2 separate regions of the Anser cygnoides genome follow, and region 2 is linked to region 1. Evidence: chromatin contacts called from public Hi-C data. All regions are on one chromosome and are shown on one strand. The core of a region is the stretch at or near the end of the contact, and the rest is flanking DNA. Distances in the headings are between cores, read along the strand shown.

Evidence for each region. A called contact is a pair of places that touch in the nucleus more often than the background predicts.
Region 2: a contact with region 1 is called in a Hi-C map of liver, with 2.7 times the contacts expected there. The contact joins two enhancer-like sites. A contact is called at or near these places in 2 of 7 Hi-C or Micro-C datasets (both in liver).

The regions. Positions count from the first base shown.
Region 1 is chr7:7,987,273-7,991,925 of Taihu_goose_T2T_genome, reverse strand. It overlaps a transcript of GFRA1 not described here. Among named protein-coding and RNA genes, the nearest start is that of CCDC172, 180 kb to the right of the region's middle. Within about 2 kb of position 2,670, at least 2 of the 3 cell types and tissues checked have open chromatin away from gene starts, as enhancers often do. A contact at or near this core is called in liver, where this site is marked.
Region 2 is chr7:8,155,748-8,159,985 of Taihu_goose_T2T_genome, reverse strand. The region is part of intron 26 of ATRNL1 (attractin like 1); the gene reads left to right. Among named protein-coding and RNA genes, the nearest start is that of CCDC172, 350 kb to the right of the region's middle. Within about 2 kb of position 2,490, at least 3 of the 3 cell types and tissues checked have open chromatin away from gene starts, as enhancers often do. A contact at or near this core is called in liver, where this site is marked.

The DNA of each region.
Region 1 (4,653 bases), core at 1,421-3,920:
CAGAAAGCCAGCCGTACCCTGGGCTGCACCAAAAGCAGCGTGGCCAGCAGGGCAAAGGAGGGGATTGTCCCCTTCTCTTCTGCTCTCATGGGACCGAATCTGGAGCTCTGTGTTCAGCTCTGGGGCCCCCACCACAAGAAAGACATGGACATATTGCAGCAAGTCCAGAGGAGAGCCGCAAGGCCTCAGAGGGCTGTAGCACCTCTCCCATGCAGACAGGCTGAGGGAGTTGGGGTTGCTCAGCCTGGAGAAGAGAAGGCTTCGGGGAGGCCTTACAGCGGCCTGCCAGTACCTTGAGGGGGCCTGCAGGAAAGCTGGGCAGCGACTCTGTCAGGGGGTGTAGTAATTCTTTCTGCCCCAGTGAGAACCTGGGGTAAATTGAGGTGGTTTTCTGTGTAACCCTGAGGTGTGATAGCACTTTGTGTGAGAGACAGGAGCCTTTCTGCCCCATCCACGGAGACTCTGAGCATGCAAATGTGTCTGACAAGCCCTGGGGTTCAGAATGAAGGCATTGACTGAATTCAGTCATCTTCGGGATTAGGCAGTGCAGAGAGTAGATGTTCATCACTTTCTGATGGACTGGCTCTAACTTCAATCTAATCCCTATTTAGACTGTTTGTGCATTTATTTCATCATCCATAAAATTGATTTAACAGCATTTTTCCTGCCTCTCAAGACAGCTGGATAAGCATACAAAGGTAGAGTTGTGCCTTAACACTAACGAGATCTTATGAATATTGTAAGTACCATTTAGATTTAAAAGCTATAAGTCCTTTTCATTATTTTGCTGAAAATAACTGAATCACTAAGTTCACTTTTGAGGGGGCATCCTGGAAGAAATCTTTATATTTTGTGGAGGAAATGGTGGTGTTAGAACCTATCAAATGTAAAGGTTAGGTGCATAAATATGCATGGGGCAGTCCAGCACTTTCGCCCTCGGGAACCCATTTGTTTTACTGTATTTTATTTTTATCCACAGCAAAAATTGAGCAGGGGCAACTGCACCAGGGAGAGAGATGATGCCCCAGCTCACTGTCTTTGGGCCCTGAACCCTGAATCTGATGGAACAGGCTTTTTAGTCCTCCCTTTCTAAGAGAAACAGGGCTCCAATGAGATAATAAAAAATTCTCTGTTTCATACATAAGTCACTTATTCCAAATACAACAATTATTATGATGAGTACTTACATACTTTGTCTAAGGGCTCTATAAACTGTTATTGTGAAATACCTACTCTTGAGCAGAATATTGTTATTGTACAGAAGAAGGCGCAAACATGAATTTGAACAGCATATATAAGAGCAGGCTGTACCTGCTTGCCCAGAAGCGCTGAGCAGCTATTCCTCTCATGCCTGCTTTGCCTTTTGCCCCTTTTTCATGTGCGTATCCCTTCCTACACTTGTGCCCATTACTGATGCAATAAAATGTTAATTTGTGGTAGGAGCAGGAAATGTTAACTCTAAGCAAGAAAGGAAAATCATGATATAAAATGACTTGAACTTTAAATTGCTACTTGGGGCTTCAGTCCAATGGACTTTATTGCTTATAATTTGAAATAGAACAAAACACTCTTTTTTTCTTGGTTTTCTTTCCCAGGTGTTTGAAGCATAATCTTCTGAAGCATCCTCTGCTGTCTATTACAAAATCAGCTGCAGAGCAGAAACATGTAAGAAAGATGTACGAGGCAAAATGAATAGAGATTGTCATTCTTTCTGGTTTGTCACTTCCTATGGGCTTTCTGAGATTCCCTTGCAGCCATACTGATCGCACGTGATTATAGTGTGTATATTTATGACTGTATGCTTAGTACCAATTTCCAGGCTGAAGACTATGGTTTTATTATGTATTATTTATAAAGTTCCTGCTAAGCCTAATGCTTGCTTCATGAGAAATCACTGGTGAATATTTGAAGTGAACATGTCTCATGCCTTTTAACAGCCCACTGTATCAGCTTACTCTCCACAAAAACACCGAGCCATGCCCACTTCACACCAGGGTAAATTTTAACTCTTCCATTAACAGAAGATCGGCCTTCTTTGTTGACAAACACCTTCCTAACACACTGTACTGAGTATGCCACCTGCTAAGAGGGTCAGGGTTTCTTGCACACAGCTGAAAGTTATTTCATCACTGGCATTTTGCTCTGGAACCTTTGGACTATTCTGTTTTTCAAGTCAGCAATTGGATCATATTTATTTAGGTCTGGCTGTGCAAACATATTGATTTGTAGCCTGTTATTGTTTTCTGTCTTGTATTTATGTTGCTCTAATGGACTGAAAGTGTTTCAAAACTGAAGGAGATTAAAATAAAGAGCTTTTTCTCTGAACAAGCATAGGGAATATCATCTACTTGAAATCTATTTTAAAAAGTGAATTTACAGCATATATACTGTTATTTTAAACTTAGAGATAGTCTGCCATCCAGTAGTTGAGTACAAGCCCACAAAAAGAATAGACAGAAGCTGGCGTACAGAGAGGAAACAGTGGGTTTGGCAACACAAACCCTCGTCAAAAGTGAGGAATGAGTTTTTAAACAAGCTCTGACTTTGCCTTAGCATCACTTGCTTGGTCAAGCAATCTAACCCCTAGCTAGACATGACCATATGGCCAGTGACTACTTTCCATTAAAGAACTATCATATTTATGATCTCCTTTTACATATGGATGAAAAGCAGTCCTGTCATCTGTCCACTGCCTCAGAGAGGTGTTTGTGCTACTTCTTTCAAAGGCATGTGTGCCTAGACCTCCCTCACCATTAATGCTTTAAGTTTCCAAGCCCAATTTTAGTGTTTTGAACCCCCTACTCATCCTCTGCCAATCCTGAGAACTGAATTGAGCCTGCATTTTCCCTAGATAGTAGGGGGTAGGCATTTTCAGAGCATGGCTATACAAACATGACTTTTATCATGAGCTTCACCCACTGAGCAAGGAACACGCTCTGTTGTAATAGCACCAGTCACGATTACTGAGAAGTGGTGGTGCCCTTAATAAACGAAGGAAAGGTGCTGATGATCCAATCACCCCCTCATTCTTTAGATGGTTTAATCTTTATACAACAAATTTGATTATAGGAATTACCACATGTTTAAATTAACTGGATGTCCCTCTATGCGTGGCTGGGCTTTCCTAGTAATCCTATACAGTGCATGTATCCAAGGCACTGTTCAGTTTCTCCTTGCAAATCCCCACAAAGCAATTACTGGCCTTTCTACATATTAAGAAACTGTCAATTTCAGGTGCAATTAAAGTAAAATTGCTTTCAGTAGATACTTGGCTATGATGACTTTTGCTGGTCATAATTCTCCCTACACTTTGTTGTTTCTTCAAATAAAAATTATATTTCTCTTGTGCCCTGGAATCTCAGGCTCATTTTTGACCCAAAGTATCCTCAGAGAGTTATAAAACTTAGATGATATAACTGCACATTACCTAGTAATGAACATTGTGAGAATCAAGCCAGGAAGATGAAGACAAGAGATGTGAATTAATGTTTTAATAATCTTCCTTAGATTAGTACAAGTCACACAGGCAGGGATCCCAGTCGCTGCCGGTGAGTGATACAGCTCCTCCAGTAAGGAAGGATAGTGCTTTATAACTCTCCAAGGACATGGTACTCTAACGTCTGCAAGGACAGATGGTCACTCAGCTACCCATAAAGTTATGACCTTGTCCCAGCAGTGTGGTGCAACAGAGTACTTTGGACTGAATGGCTATTTATGGTGCCACAGCTTTTGCTGAAGACATTAGAAGCTGGTTAGTTTATTTTTTACGTCTATTCAACCCTGTGCTATTCTAGACATTCTTTTCTACTGAGCCAGGGCGTTTGCCATTTCGTTAATGGAAAGCGAAGACCATAGCATTGTTCAGTTTCTGATAGATGAACTTTAGATTTGAATTGAAATGCAGCTGTGAATCATGCCACTCGATTCTAGGGTGGTATGACAGAATACTTGTAGCAGTATCTCTGAGTGCACCATGCTGGTATTATCCATCTCCAGCACACAAGTCAGCCAGTGTGAGACATTTTGCACAGCCACATAATGCTAACCTTCCCACATACACATGTGCACTTAGCTGAGATCAGCTGTGACTGCTCCATGGCTGAACTAACAAGAGTAGTGTCTCATTCTTCCATTTGAGAATACAAAGAATCTTCAAAGTCAGTGCAAAGACTGTGCTGACATCTCTAACTGGCAACTCTGAACGCTACAGAAAGATATATTAGAGAAATGGGTTTATCCATTAGAGACCAAAAGGCCATCCTCTGGCACTGTGCAAGCTGTAGGACTTTCCTGCATTCTTCTTTGAACACAGCTTTTCTCTGGGAAAAACACCTTGTCTGGATCTAAAGATTGTGTTCAATGGCATAGAACACAGTACAAATCTTTTTTTTACTTCTTCCTATGTTTACTTCCCTTCTCTGCTAAAACTGTGACACTTTTCTATTTTGAATTGGTCTAGATTTAATGCCTATCCATCCAGCCTTGTTAAAGCTTTGTTTATCAGATGGAAAACTTTCTATTTCTTTTTTTAATTTCTCTTCCTTGTTAAGTACTTACAACCAGTGTTCAAGACAATACATAACATTTTGGGGGTGAGATTGCACTGTTAGACATTGCCTATTAGTCATGCTTTTCACGGAGTCTTAGAATCAC
Region 2 (4,238 bases), core at 1,241-3,740, 170 kb before region 1:
GCGAGTACTACTTTAGATTTCTGAAGACAATCTTAAAATGCAAGTCAAGGAAAAAATGCACAAGGTATTACAAAGTTGAGCTTGTTGCTTTGTAACAGGCCTTAAATCAAGAGTGTTTATTAGTAAGCTGCCGGCAAGTATTTGTTTGTATTCCTTTTATTATTTCAAAGGCTTTTATGAACAGTACGTCACAGTGCAAGCGTCATTTACATTCAAATGCTAGTTTCTAATGTTTTATGCTTTCCAGAGAAGTAATGGGGAGAAAACCACGAAGAAAATGAAACTTAGATCTTTTCTAATAACACATTTTTGTAAGTGTTTTGTCTTTTCAAGATGCCGTGACATCCTGTTCAGTTGAAGGAGCACACGACTTTAATTGCACGACTCATTCACTTTAAATATTTAATAATGCTTTTATTAGTTGCACTGAACCAGTGAAGTAAGATCTGTAATATCTAGTGCTGGTCATCATTTTTATTCATCATGGTTTAATAAGCATTATAATTACAGATTGAAGAAGAAATATGAGTTAGCTTTGTGGTTTTGCTTGGGACTTCTGTGCACACTGGTATGATTGGAAGGGATAGTACAAGCTCTGTGAGCATAACTGATCATATTCAAATATACTGATGCAGGCTTCCCAGTACTGACACATTATTCTTCATTTTTAAGTAACTGCAGGAAAGATGCTCCATAAAATTATGAGTCCTGACACTATTAACTCCATCTGGCTTAGTAGTGAAGTATGAAAATTTGAAGGCCAAGTGGGCTTGTTCTTGGCAGGTGTTCTGCTGCATGCTTTATCAGTGCAATTAGACATCAGCTATTTTTACCAAACATTTCCCATATCTGTTTCCAACTAGCACAAATAGCAAAGTTATTTTGAATGAATAGCCAGTTAGGGGAGTGTTCATTTGGAGACTTCATCAGAGTTCAAGCTGAAAGACTGTTTGTAGACAACATAAGCTCTCCAGGCTCACTCCTCAAGTAAATATAGAAGATGATCTTTTAGTATAAATTTCTCCCTTTAATATTAAAAATGTGACTATTTGCATGCTATTTGCATTCTAACATTGTAATGGGAGGTTAGTAGGGCAGCCTAATATCTGGTGCACTTTTTAATGTTTTGTTAAAACATCATTTTTTCCCCATCAGCAACTTATGCGGGAGCGACAGCAGATGGCCAGCCGCCCCTTTGCTTCTGTCGATGTAGCACTGGAAGTAGGAGCTGAGCAAACAGACTTTCTACGAGGGCCATTAGAGGTAGGAACAGTGGTGCTGACAAGGGACCATTGTGATTTGCATATTTATATTGTTAGTCTCATCTGCATCTGCTTCTGAAACCAAGCAGTCTGATTACCTGGAGCTGACAAGTCTCAGCTACATATGTTATGCCATTTTCAAGGTGCATATTTTTAATAGCATGACATGAGCTGTAACAAAAGCCACTGGAGAATCTATTAGCCTCGTCTGGAGTGACAGTCAGCTCACCTGGCACTCCTTTCCTGATGGATATGAGCTGAAGGAATGCAAGACACAGGAGAAAGCAAACCTCATGCTCAGTCCTTCGAGTACAGAGTGCCCCCTAGTTAACATCTATCTTAATTAGCAGATATTACAGCAAACAAACAAATAAATAAATAAAGCAACTGTGAGTAGCATTTCCATGTTGTTTTATATGTACAGGTTTAAAGAATACAGACTATACTGCATATTTTCGTTTGTAGATAATGGCTACATTACTGCATTCTTTTATTGTAATTGCAGGCCATTGAAAAAGAAATAATAATATGCAAGACAATGTAATACTGGAATAGTGTAATAATGCATGAAATAGATTCTGGAAGTTTCACCTGAAAATAGGAGAATTACAATACGTGGATAATAATGAATATCTAATCTAGGTCGGGGTTTTGGTAGATTGTAATCCTCTATTCCTTTTCTTTTATTTATAATATTGTGTTTACAATTATTACTTTATCTTATTTATGATGGGACCTGAGAATGAGGTGTGATAGCTCTGAAATCTTTCAAGATTGTACTTTTCATTGCTGCCAATTCCTCTTAAATTCAAAGCTTCTCTTACTTTTCTCAATAGCCTCTTTCAATGGAAGATTAAATACACTATCAAATCTCTAAGGTTTATGGAGAAGTGAGCAATGTGAAAAACAGATTCCTAGCAGGAAGAAAAAGAATCAGCTCTTGAGTACTTATCAAATTGAGGCTCTCTGTCCTGCTACTGTATAGGAAGCAATCACAATTGTTCTTGCTGACATAATTTAAATACATGGAATAGGTGGTGCATAAAAATGCCATATCTTTTTGGAGATGCTTTGTTATTTTCAGACCAAATTACTAGGACACACACAGACACCCACCCCTTCACCATATTTCTGTCTCCTTTTATTGTGGAACACAAGACCTCTCCAGCCTTCCACACTGAGGACAAAGTACACTGTAGTTAAAAGTTAACTTTTTGGAATGTGTTTTCATTGCTTCTGTGCTGACATCTGAGAACATTTTCTCTGTTGTCTTTTCAGAGGGAGGCAATGAGTGGGAGCTGAGGCGTCCAAACTCTAATTCTGTACATACTGATTATTTAATTAAACTTTAGAAGTAAACATCACAAGTTAATTGCCACATTTTCTTCTCTAGTGTCTTTTATTTAGCACTAAAAGAGGTAGATGCTAAAATATTTTAATTATATTTTACAGTTTTTATTAGCTTTTTCTTCCTAGACTAAGCATTTTCTAGTAATTGCTTAGTATTCAGTAACCATAGGGTTTTTGTGTGTGTGCGTGCGTGTTTTTTTTTTCTTTTACTAATTAATATATAGTTATGCACAGAATGGAGACCATTCAGAGTTTCCTCTGAATTAAGATATACTGTTCTATATCAAAACAAAACATTTTGCTGAGGATTAAATGAATGTGATTCAGGATATTGATTGTCCTTTTATGTATATTCTATAAGAAAGTGCTATATTGAGCTTCTGTTCCAGGTCTTCCCTGAATTTGCAAAAGAAGGATGCGAGAAGTTTTAATTGCAATTCTGTTCAGTCATAACTCTTTTTTTTTGGGCAGAAGGGAATTTGGATCACACAATTCTAGGATACAGTGCTTAAACAAAGGATAAAGTGAAGTAGCTATAACTTTGTTTTATTAAAGTAGAATCATAAAATTGTTTTAATAATACTGCGATATCTGATGCCCATTGTGATCATTTAAAATTAGAGTTCTTTTGGTAAAAAAATGAGCAAGATGCAGTAACTCCCTTCCAAATGTTCCACCAGCATTGAGGAGATCTTTCTCTGGCATATTAGGGGTTCCAGTTTGTGATGGTGGGGCATTGTGACCCCTAACCTCATAATTTCATTGTTGTGTGCTACTCACTGATACTTTAGATGTTATTGATATGCTTTTTATTGACACTGTGCTTCCAATCACATTGTATTGATCCATGTGCCCTTTGAACACAGTGCAATGTCATCGAACTGTTGCATACATTACTACATCTCCCTTTCAACTGCATAGTAGGACTGCTGTTCGTTAATGTCATCTGACTTATGTGGTGGTTGTTTTGTACAGCTGGTGTTCTAAATTTATATGGATGGTCTCATGCATATCAATGCTCATATGACTATCTACATGGTCATTTTGATTAGTTTTTTTTTTTTATTATTTACATTTATTTTTAAATACCTGGAAGAAATTTTTTACTATAAAATTTGATTTTGCAGTAGTGAGGTACTTTTTGTCCAGTGTTTTGAAGCTGTATTTTAAAAAGTAAGAATATGGATACTGTATTTACAATGATTGCCTACTTTAGATACTTATACTACAACTGATAATATTTGGGTCTGTTTTACATTAGCCACAATTTACAGCAAATTAAAATCTTGAGAACTACAGAAGAATGCTGAAATTTTGTTATTTTGAGGTGTCTTTACCAGACAGTCTGTCTGTCTTAATGTTTCACCAACAAAATGACAGTATCCTAAAAAAGAAAATAAAAAATAATTTAAAAAAAATCATCTGCATCATATTCCTCCACTTTCCTGCTGTCTGAGTAGTTTCCAGGCACTGGCAATAGCCTTTGCTCTTCCCGATTTAAATCATATTAATTATCCATCTTTACCTCTTCAGGCGTCCCTTCTGTGGAACTGATTTCACAACATGACATTACCAAGTCTCATCTTGTCATCCGTTCTGGCATGTTGGCTATATATCAGCTCTTAA